Regions from separate parts of the Muntiacus reevesi genome. Here region 1 is linked to region 2. The links are chromatin contacts, called in public Hi-C maps. All regions are on one chromosome and are shown on one strand. The core of a region is the stretch at or near the end of the contact, and the rest is flanking DNA. Distances in the headings are between cores, read along the strand shown.

Region 1 (5,048 bases), core at 1,248-3,747, 320 kb after region 2:
GGGTGCTATCCCATAATAGGCTAAAAGATGCACATGCATATTGGGGAGAGCCCTGGTCCAGGTCAGATGGGGAGAAGGAAGCGAGGTAATTGGCCAGAGAAAAACAAAGACCCAGAAGAACTACCCTTGGGTAAGCGATCACCTGTCTGGCACACTCCTCGTTAAGGAGGATGCCCGCCCTCTTCTCTGGGTGCATGTTTCTGTCCTATTTTTGTGTTCAATAAATAAAATGCTTCTCTGTGTGCCCTCTCATGTGTTATGCTGTGTCCCTAATAATAAACATTGTGCCTGTTTTCAAGTTTTGTCTCCCTGAAACGCTTGTTTTCAACAGGGACAAGAGCCAGAGAAGCTTCAAATCTAACTTCTAGCCTCTGGTAGTTAGAATTCCTGGTTTTCACCCCAGCTATCCCAGGTTCATTCTTGGGCAGGGAACTAAGATTCTGGTTCAAGCCACCACTCACTGCTGTCTCCCTGAGATCAGAAAAACCATGCTTAATTAATGCATTAAAATTTTAATTTAAGATTCATTTGAATGCAAATGCCAGAAATATTGCTCAGATTAGCTTAAACTCATAGAGAAAATGTATTAGCTCTCATATATAAATGTATATATACATAATATATAAATGTATATGTAATGTATATAAATGTACTTTCTTTCCCCCTCACCACCTGGGAAGATATCATAAATGTATATAACATATGTATTATATAATGTATAAATGTGTAAATTATAAACTAAATGTATAGCTCTAATATAATAACTGAAAGGAACAGGGAGTAGGCTTCAGGAATGACTTGACTCAAAACTTCAATCAGCATTACACTACTTTCTCCCTTTCTCCATTCTTTCCAGTTGGCCTCATTTTCAGCCAAGCTTTCATCATGAAGTAGCAGAGGAAACTGACATTTCTTTCATAATAGTTCTGGAAAATATGTGGGGACTGACTCTCACAGAGTCAGTCTCCTTTCCCTGAACAAGAGCCACAGTGACCAATGATCTAACCCTTGGCTTATTGTATAAAACCAATACTTCATTGTCTGGACCTCCACTGAAACCACATAGATTAAGCATAGGAGAAAGTTTGTTTCCTAAAGAGAAATTGAGATAAATTATCAGAAGAAAGGGAATGGATATAAGGCAGGCAAAAGTAAAATTTCTTAGGTCCTCTATTTCTAGAATTACTGACTTCCCTGATACACAAATTCACCCTGGGACAGTCAGTCACAGCATGAGGAAACACTGTGTCACATTTTCAATGCTCAAGTCATATTGCAAAGCCTCCAAATTCATTTTTGCCTACTTCAGTGAATTTTGATCTCACCATATTTATGAACTTTGATAGGACTTGTAATCTGAACCATATAAGTTATGCTTATGGCCTTTATAGCACATGTCATTCTTTGTTTCCTCCTTGCATATCTTTATTATTATTATTATTTTTTCTACTTAAGTTGTAAGCTTTGGGTAAAAAAGTGCTCCTATTTACTTTATTCCCAGTCTTGGAAACAGATTCTTTTAGATATTGAATTGGCTGGTTGATTTATATGGAATATGCCTAGAAAAATTATTTCTCCATTTTAAAAATTGTCTTTTTCATAACAATTTCTTCTCAGTCTCAGCCCCGCTGATCTGCCATTCTCTTTCTGTGGTTTTGAGATGGAACAGGACCCTATGGTCCCTACCCACCATGTTCTCTGCCTGCCTTTTGTCTGTGGAAAACTTTAGTCAAAGAATAAGTTTAATTGGAGAAATGAGAAATACAGAAATAAAGGAAAACAGTCAAAGGAGATCAAATAATAATAATATAGTCATTAAGCATAGTCAAGGACCTTCAGTTCTTTCTCAAGGGCTATAGATAATATTCTGAGTCACATCCTGGGAGCAGTCTTATAGATACCAAGAACACCAGGGTGAAGAGGCTAACTACATGATGACCAGATTGTATCCACAACATAATAGGTCCTGTTGCCACAGTTCTGAGAACTGGCCTCAAAGAAATGGGAACAAATGTACCCTGAAACTGAAGATTAACTGTACCTAAAACAACCAATGGAGAAGGCAATGGCAACCCACTCCAGCACTCTTGCCTGGAAAATCCCAGGGACGGAAAAGCCTGGTAGGCTGCTGTCCATGGGGTCGCTAAGAGTCCGACAGGACTGAGCGACTTCACTTTCCCTTTTCACTTTCATGCATTGGAGAAAGAAATAGCAACCCACTTCAGTGTTCTTGCCCAGAGAATTCCATGGATGGAGGAGACTGGTAGGCTAAAGACCATGGGGTCACAAAGAGACATGATTGAAGCGTCGTAACACTCACGCATGATCAAAAAATGAAAAGGATGGTGCGCAGATTACAAGACGGAAGCGCCCCCTGTATCCCACAGCCGAGCCACAGAGCATTTTGCAACTGGAAACCTCACACCTGTCCCTCAGGGAGGCGCGCCGCAAGCCCCTCTGGGAAATGTAGTTCTAAAGCGAGTGGGACTCTGGGAAATGTAGTTCTGCGTGGACACTTCCGAGGCCCAGCCGCGTCTGCCTCGGCACTGTGGACCAGAGGGGTAAGGGTGTGGGGGGCGGGACAGCGGGCTGTTGGTGGCCTCTGCGTCCTACTGGGGCTGTGTAGTGACCTCGGCGCGGACCGGCTTGGGGCGACGCCGGCGTGTGTACGAACCAGCTCCGGAGCCGGGTACGGGGGGAGGCTGGGAAGGACTGTCCTGTTGCGCAGGCGTCGATTCCGGTCCAGGTGCGGGGGTACGTTGGGGGGTGAGGCTGTGGGGGAGGGGCATAGGGCGGCTCGGAGTGGGGCGCGGGGTAAGGTCTAGAGGTGGCAGAACTGCGCGGAGGCGGGAGGGAGCGGGATGAGGGGCAGCGTTTGGAGGACTGGGGTCTGTAGGGCTGGGTGTAGGTGGCGGTGGTGTGGGAGTCTGGAGGGAGATTTGGGGGTCCGGGCGAGGCCTCCGGTGGTGGTGGGCGTTGAAGGGACTGTGAAGGAGACCGTGAAGCTGATTAATTTGGGGGTCACTTGAGGGTTGAGATATTGGAATGTCTGTGGAAATCAATAATTGGGGTTAGGGAGGCGTGAATTGTTGTGAAACCAGTGGAGAGAAGGATTTTTTTTTGAGGGGGGAGTGGTTAGCCTTGTGGGGTGGCGACATTAGGAGCTGGGAGAGAGGGAGCCCAGAGGTCACCCTCCGGAGTGAATGAAGGGCAGCATGGAGTCATTCATTGTGCACTGGGGAAGTGGATTGAGGGTTTGTAGGAATAGTTAAGGCTCTAGTGATTCATGATATGGGTGCCTTGGATTGGGGACTGGACCCAAAGGGATGAATGATAAGGCCCTTCAGGGGAGTCTGTTTGGGCAGCGTTTAGAGGGCTCCGAGTGGTTGAACTGAGGATTTCGTTGACAGGTCTGTTGGTTGCTGCAGTGTTAGACTTTGTTCCGTGTGCTCCTGGAAAACAGGAAGCTTAAGAAGTGTCCCCCTCTCCAGGTTTCAAGGAAACACCTTCTTGCAAAGAACCCTGTTCCCTCCACAGGGCTCCCTTGTTTACCGGTGACAAGGCCATAGATAAATATGATACCAACTCCTCTCATCCTTTACCTCATCAATGAGTAGCTGAATTGTTTTTCCTCACCCATCAAAGCACTTATTAACCAAACTTTGGTTCAGCTTCTCTTCCTCCTGCAGTTTCCTGAACTTTGGTGCGCTGCAGCTTGAGCAGCCTTACAGCCCTGACTCACCGCCCGCACCCCCCTCCATCCCCACAGAGAAGTGGCCAGCCTCTGGTGAAATGTCCTGTGGTCTGCCATCTGGTCACCCTGCCCTTTGATCCAGCATCCTGACAACTTGCCGAGATGCTTCTACCTCTTAGGGCCACAGCATTCTCCCTACTTCAGCACCCCGCACCACCCAAGCTAATAAATTCTTGGAGTGAAATATTTCTTTGCCAAGTCTGCATTTTTTAAAAGATTCACTTATTTATTTTGGCTGTGCTGGGTCTTCGTTGCTGCATGCAGGCTTTCTCTAGTTGTGGCGAGTGGGAGCTGCTCTTCGGTTGTGCTCAGGTTTTTCCTTGTGGTGGCTTGTCTTGTTGTGGAGCCTGGACTCTAGAGCACATGCTTCATTAGTTGCAGTGTATGGGCTTAGTTGCCCTGAGGCATCTGGGATCTTTCCCCACCAGGGATTGAGCTGGTGTCCCCTGAATTGCAAGGCAGACTCTTAACCACTGGACCCCCAGGGAAGCCCTGCATTTGTTTTGACCTGACAGTTTAGTGGTAGCTTTTTCAGTGGAGGGGAGTGACTAGGGTGGCCTGGGCTGGTGAGTTGTCTGGGTCCGTGTTTGGGGATCTGGTGACTGAGATGTCAGGTTGGAGGCTGTGTCTCAGTGTTGGAGGTCTGCGCTTAAGTTGATGGGTGGCCTGTTGGGGGTTATGAGTGAGTGGAAAACGGGGGTGGTATTTGGCATTGTTGGAGGGGCTGGGGGTGTTGGTGTTTGTGTGGTGCTGGAGGCCCTTGCAGAGTGATGAACTGTGGGGTCGTCAGCAAGTGGTGGGTGAGCACAGGGTGGACTAGAGAGTGGATATCAAGGAGGTGAGTGGCTGGCAGCTCTATGTGATGAGGGGCTGAGGACCACTGGGGGTTTAGTGATGGGGGCTCGTTTAGGTGGTAGGTGGTGATGGGAGATAGCGAGCCTGCAGGGGACTCTGTGCAAGCAATGATGGGGCACCTGTGAAGGTGAGTGGGTGGGTACCCATAGAAGGGAGTGATGGGAGGTCTGCAGGTGTCCTTTGGGACTCAGCATGTGAGATTCCAGTGACAGTTTCTAGTCAACGAGTAGACTGGAGATTGTTGAGTGGGGTTTGGAGGAGCCAGTGGTGGGGTTCCTTGGTGGCATTGAGAAACCTGTGGGAATTGGAGGTAAGTGGCTCTGGGGTTGTAGTCAACTAAGGGGTCTGTTGGGGATACATGTGGCTATGTGCAGGGCTGAGTGAGGGAGAGCCTGCTATGACCAGGAACAAAGGGTTCTGTGCTGTCTGATTGGGGATC
Region 2 (4,435 bases), core at 1,237-3,736:
TACATATTTATGTTCCTTGCTGTTGTTGTTCGGTCACTAAGTCATGTCCAACTCTTTGCGACCCCATGGACTGCAGCACACCAGGCCTCCTTGTCCCTCACTATCTCCCGGAGTTTGCCCAAGTTCATGTCCATTGAATCAGTGATGCTATCCAACCATCTCACCCTCTGTTGCCCTCTTTTCCTTTTGCCTTCAATCTCTCCCATCATCAGGGTCTTTTCCAATGAGTAGGTGATTGTTCGCATCAGGTGGCCAAAGTATTGGAGCTTCCTTGTATTAACATGTAAAGTGATACTATAGTGTTGTGTTATAATAACAATGGCTAACATCAAGTGCTAACTCTTAGCCAGGCTTCTTTAATCCTCACAGTGACCCTATGAAGTAGGTACAAAGGCACTGAAATGTAAATTTTTAACCCAGAATAAGTTGTGCTGTGCTGGTGGTGCTCCTGCTTCTGCTGGTGTCATGGTGGGCCTGGAGGTGGCGGTCTCCAGGGCTCCTGCTTTTCATCAAACATCCATTTACACCAATTAATGCATTTTGAAAAGTTTCTAATAATGCATAAATATTTTTAAAGTTGTAAAAAAAAATAACTTGATGCTGGAGTTTAAGACTGTTTCCCAAAAGACCCCAACAGAAAAACAGGTACAGGTACATCGTAATGGGTAAAATGAAGCCAAAAAATACTTGCTTTTAAGTAGTAATCTTTCTCATTCTCTCTTGTTGAAAGTATAAAGTCAGAATAACAATGTATTATTTTCATTTTAAAAAATATTTATTTATTTGGTTGCATCAGGTCTAAGTTGCATCATGTGAACTCTTAGTTGCGGCATGTGGGATCTAGCTCCCTGACAAGGGATGGAACTCCGGTTTCCCTGCATTGGGAGTGCGGAGTCTCAGATGCTGCACCACCAGGGAAGTCCCAGAGTCACAATTTATTAACTTGCATAAAACCAAAATATTTTTGTTGACCTCGGTGCACTGCACTCTTAGTATGAAAGCTACAAGGGAGGTTAACTTATCAGAGGTCTAGAGGCAGTAAGCATCGAGGGTGAGGGCTCTTCCTCTCACTACCTGTGTGACTTTCTTCAAGTCCTTAGCTTCCCCTTTCATTAAGTCAACAAATAATTGAGCAACTCTGTTCTAAGAGCTGGGTCTTGAGGTCCTTTTTAATGTAGTGGTTTAGAGCTATGCACAGTGGTTTACAGATAAGCACTGCTTATCTGCATCCCCTAAGTTTTGGTACATTATAGTTTGGGGCTTCCCTGATAGCTCAGCTGGTAAAGAATCCTCCTGCAATGCGGGAGATCTGGGTTTGATCCCTGGGTTGGGAAGATCCCTTGGAGAAGGGAAAGGCTACCCACTCCATTATTCTTGCCTGGAGAATCCTGTAGATGGAGGAGCCTGGTGGGCTGCTGTCCATAGGGTCGCACAGAGTCGGACACGACTGAGGCAACTTAGCATGCATGCATATAGTCCATGGGGTCGCAAAGAGTTGGACACGACTGAGCGATTTTCACATATGATATTTTTACTTACGTCAAAATATTTTCTAATTTCCCTTTTGATTTCTTCTTAGACCCTTCTTTAAGAATGTTATTTAATTTCCACATATCTGTGGATTTTCCAGCGCTCCTTCTGCTTTGCTTTCTAATTTCGTTTCTATTAAGGTTAGAGAAGATGCTTTGGTAATAAACTTGAGTAATAAACTTGAGAAGATTGCATTCCCGGGGATAAATTATTATATCTACTTCATAAATTTGTAGGGAGGATTAAATAACCTGAATGAAGCACTCAGAAGTGACTGGGCAGACCATTAAGTGAATACACGGCAGCTGTTACACGAAAGCCCATTCCACTGGAAAAACTGGACGGCAGAATGCGCCCCGCCCAGGGGCCTCCCATAGCCTGGTGGGCCCGGTCTCGCCCTGCTCCTATCACCAGGCTTCCGCTCTCAGCCCCCGGGTTCTGTCCTTCGGTCCCCGTCCCCCACCCCCATCCCGGGTCCCTGGTCCCCGCCCCCGTGCCGACCCATCCCCAGGCTTGTCCCCCGCCCGTCCCACGTTTCCCATGCCCGCTCGCCGCCGCGCACCTCTTCTTCGCCCGATGGTCCACTCCCGTTTCCTCAGGAGGACGTGCGGCTCGCCCTCCTCGGCGCCCAGGCGAAGAAGCCTCCCCCAAGGCTGCTGCTGGGGCGGCTGCTCGCCTTCCCCCGGCCGCTCCATCGGATTCACATCTGACGAGACCCGGAAACGTCGGGTGAGACCCGGACCGCAAGGGCAGAGGCTGCGGCCTGCCGCTCCTCCTCGGCGCCCGCGCCCCGCCGCTGCGGCCCGCGCCGCGAGCCTCCCCAGCGTCCCGCCGGACGCCCGCGCCCGTCGCCAGCTTACCCCCCGCCCCGCGCCGAACCCGGAACCGGCCGCGCAGCCACCGCTGCTGTCAACAGACATCGCAGATCCCTCAGCTGATCCACTGGGCGGGGCCGGCGGCGTCCTTGCCCTGCGATTGGCGGGCAGTGGCAACCACTGAACACGGCGGCTAGAGTGGAACCTAGGGGACGGGCATCGAGAGTGGACACGTGGAGGCTAGCCGAGCGTGCGCAGAGGATAGGCTGTGGGCTTGGATGCCATCTTTGAGGCTGGCCGGGATGACTTGGTGTTCGCGGATCTCGGAAGTAGCTGAGGTCAGCCTCATGTTAAGTCCGCGCAAAAGGGACAGAGTAACGAACATTGGGCATCGAAGCAAATTCCCAAAGCTGCGTTGGAAGTGTAGATGGCTTTTAGAAGTGCGAAGCGACGGTCTGCCTTACATCTGACGAGGTACATGCAAGTTGAAATCTTCCAAAGCCAGGTTTCCGGCGATCGGAAAGTTGATAGTACCCTGGGAGAGCTCTGGAAAGCGCGAGCATCTCCGCATTGGTCGGCACCTCTTGGAGGCGGTGATACTGTCTTTCCGTTTTAAACGGACGTTTCCTGGACTCGGGCGATTCCGCCTTTTGGGATCTGGTGGCGCTGCGGTGAGTGTTCCAAAGGAGAATGACCCGGGATCGTCCGTGCTGGGCGCGTGAGAGTGAAGGTGCCGAGTCCTGGGAGCCGACCGTGCGGTCTCGGGCCGAGTGGTTCAGAGCAGCGAGGCCACGTCTGACCGACCAGGACGTCTACAGGGAAGTAGCCACCCGTTTGTGTAAGAATAAATGGGTCCATAGGCTCACAAAAACAATGTGAAAGGACAGGAAATGCCTTGTGAAGAAAGAGGAGCAGTCACGGGAGTGAGGGAGCCATCTTACATCATTTGTAGTTTTTACCGTTTTCGTTCATTACATTTTCCCCTTCAAATAAGAAAATGCAAATATTTTTTCTCTGAGACTGTTTCTCAGTATTATTTGGGGGGGGACTTAGGCTACTGCACTCGTTCTCTGAACCAGGGCTTAGCCTGGCATCGGGAGTTCTTTGAGGGCTTTTTTCAGTCTACACAAGGCAGACCTTTCATAGAACCGGGATGAAGCTGAGCCAAAGGAAAAACCCACTCTTCATGGGTGACAGTTTTGTGAACCTCGGGGACAGTGAGCCAACTCAGGCTAAAGTCCCATGGCAGCTAGTGGTAAAAAAAAGTGCATCTCTCCTGTTAGTCTCAGATTCAGTACGTAGGAAAGGCCAGAATTGAAAATTCCTCTTTTAGATGGAAGAGAATCAGATCACAGCACCCTATTGGACATTTGGGGTATTGGAGACACTATTGAGAGGCTAATCAGGCCTTTTTGTTCAAGTGAAAATACCATACTCCATAACATGGCTGGTCTAGCTCCAGCAGCAACTTGGCTTTACAAGAACTGGCAGCTGCTGTCAGGTTGAAACCTTATCCTCTCTGCTCTTCCCCCCCGCCCCACCCCCAACCCCTTTCACCTCAAGCAAATTCACTGGGTCAATAGGGTCCTTGATTCACAGACATTCTCTTAAAGTCTGGACTTAACTCACTCATGGTTTGGTTTTGGTGTTGAGCAGGTCCTAGTGGCTCACCAGCTATGTAGATAACGAAAGCAGTCATACTCTACTTAATGGCCAGAACTGAAGACTGTTCTTAGAGCTCTGGCCAATACTCACTTTGATTTTTTTTTTCACCTTGATTTTTTTGATCCTCAAATTGTTGCCAGTGGTGTAGTTGTCTGATCTGTCACTTTGAAGAGTAGACCGACAGATTAAGGACATTAGTCTTTGGGGCTGCAGTCTATTACAAATGGTGGCAGCTTATCATACTGTCTGGGGCTTCCCTGATAGCTCAGCTGGTGAAGAATCTGCCTGCAATGCAGGAGACCCAGTTTCAATTCTTGGATTGGGAAGATCCCCTGGAGAAGGGATAGGCTACCCACTTCAGTGTTCTTGGGCTTTCCTGGTGGCTCAGATGGTAAAGAATCTACCTGCAGTGCAGGAGACCTGGG

What was found. Hi-C and Micro-C count contacts between places; a contact is called where the count stands out from the background.
Region 1: a Hi-C map of muscle shows a contact between it and region 2, with 6 times the contacts expected there. The contact joins the promoter of ZNF605 here to the promoter of CHFR in region 2. A contact is called at or near these places in 2 of 3 Hi-C or Micro-C datasets (blood and muscle).

What each region holds. Positions count from the first base shown.
Region 1 is chr13:29,043,929-29,048,976 of mMunRee1.1, forward strand. ZNF605 (zinc finger protein 605) reads left to right here and starts at 2,498. Exons shown (of 9, transcript XM_065904058.1): 1 at 2,498-2,561.
Region 2 is chr13:28,726,068-28,730,502 of mMunRee1.1, forward strand. It overlaps CHFR (checkpoint with forkhead and ring finger domains), which reads right to left and starts at 2,487. Exons shown (of 14, transcript XM_065904286.1): 1 at 2,093-2,487. The coding sequence starts at 2,450. All of the region lies in intron 3 of FBRSL1 (fibrosin like 1), which reads left to right.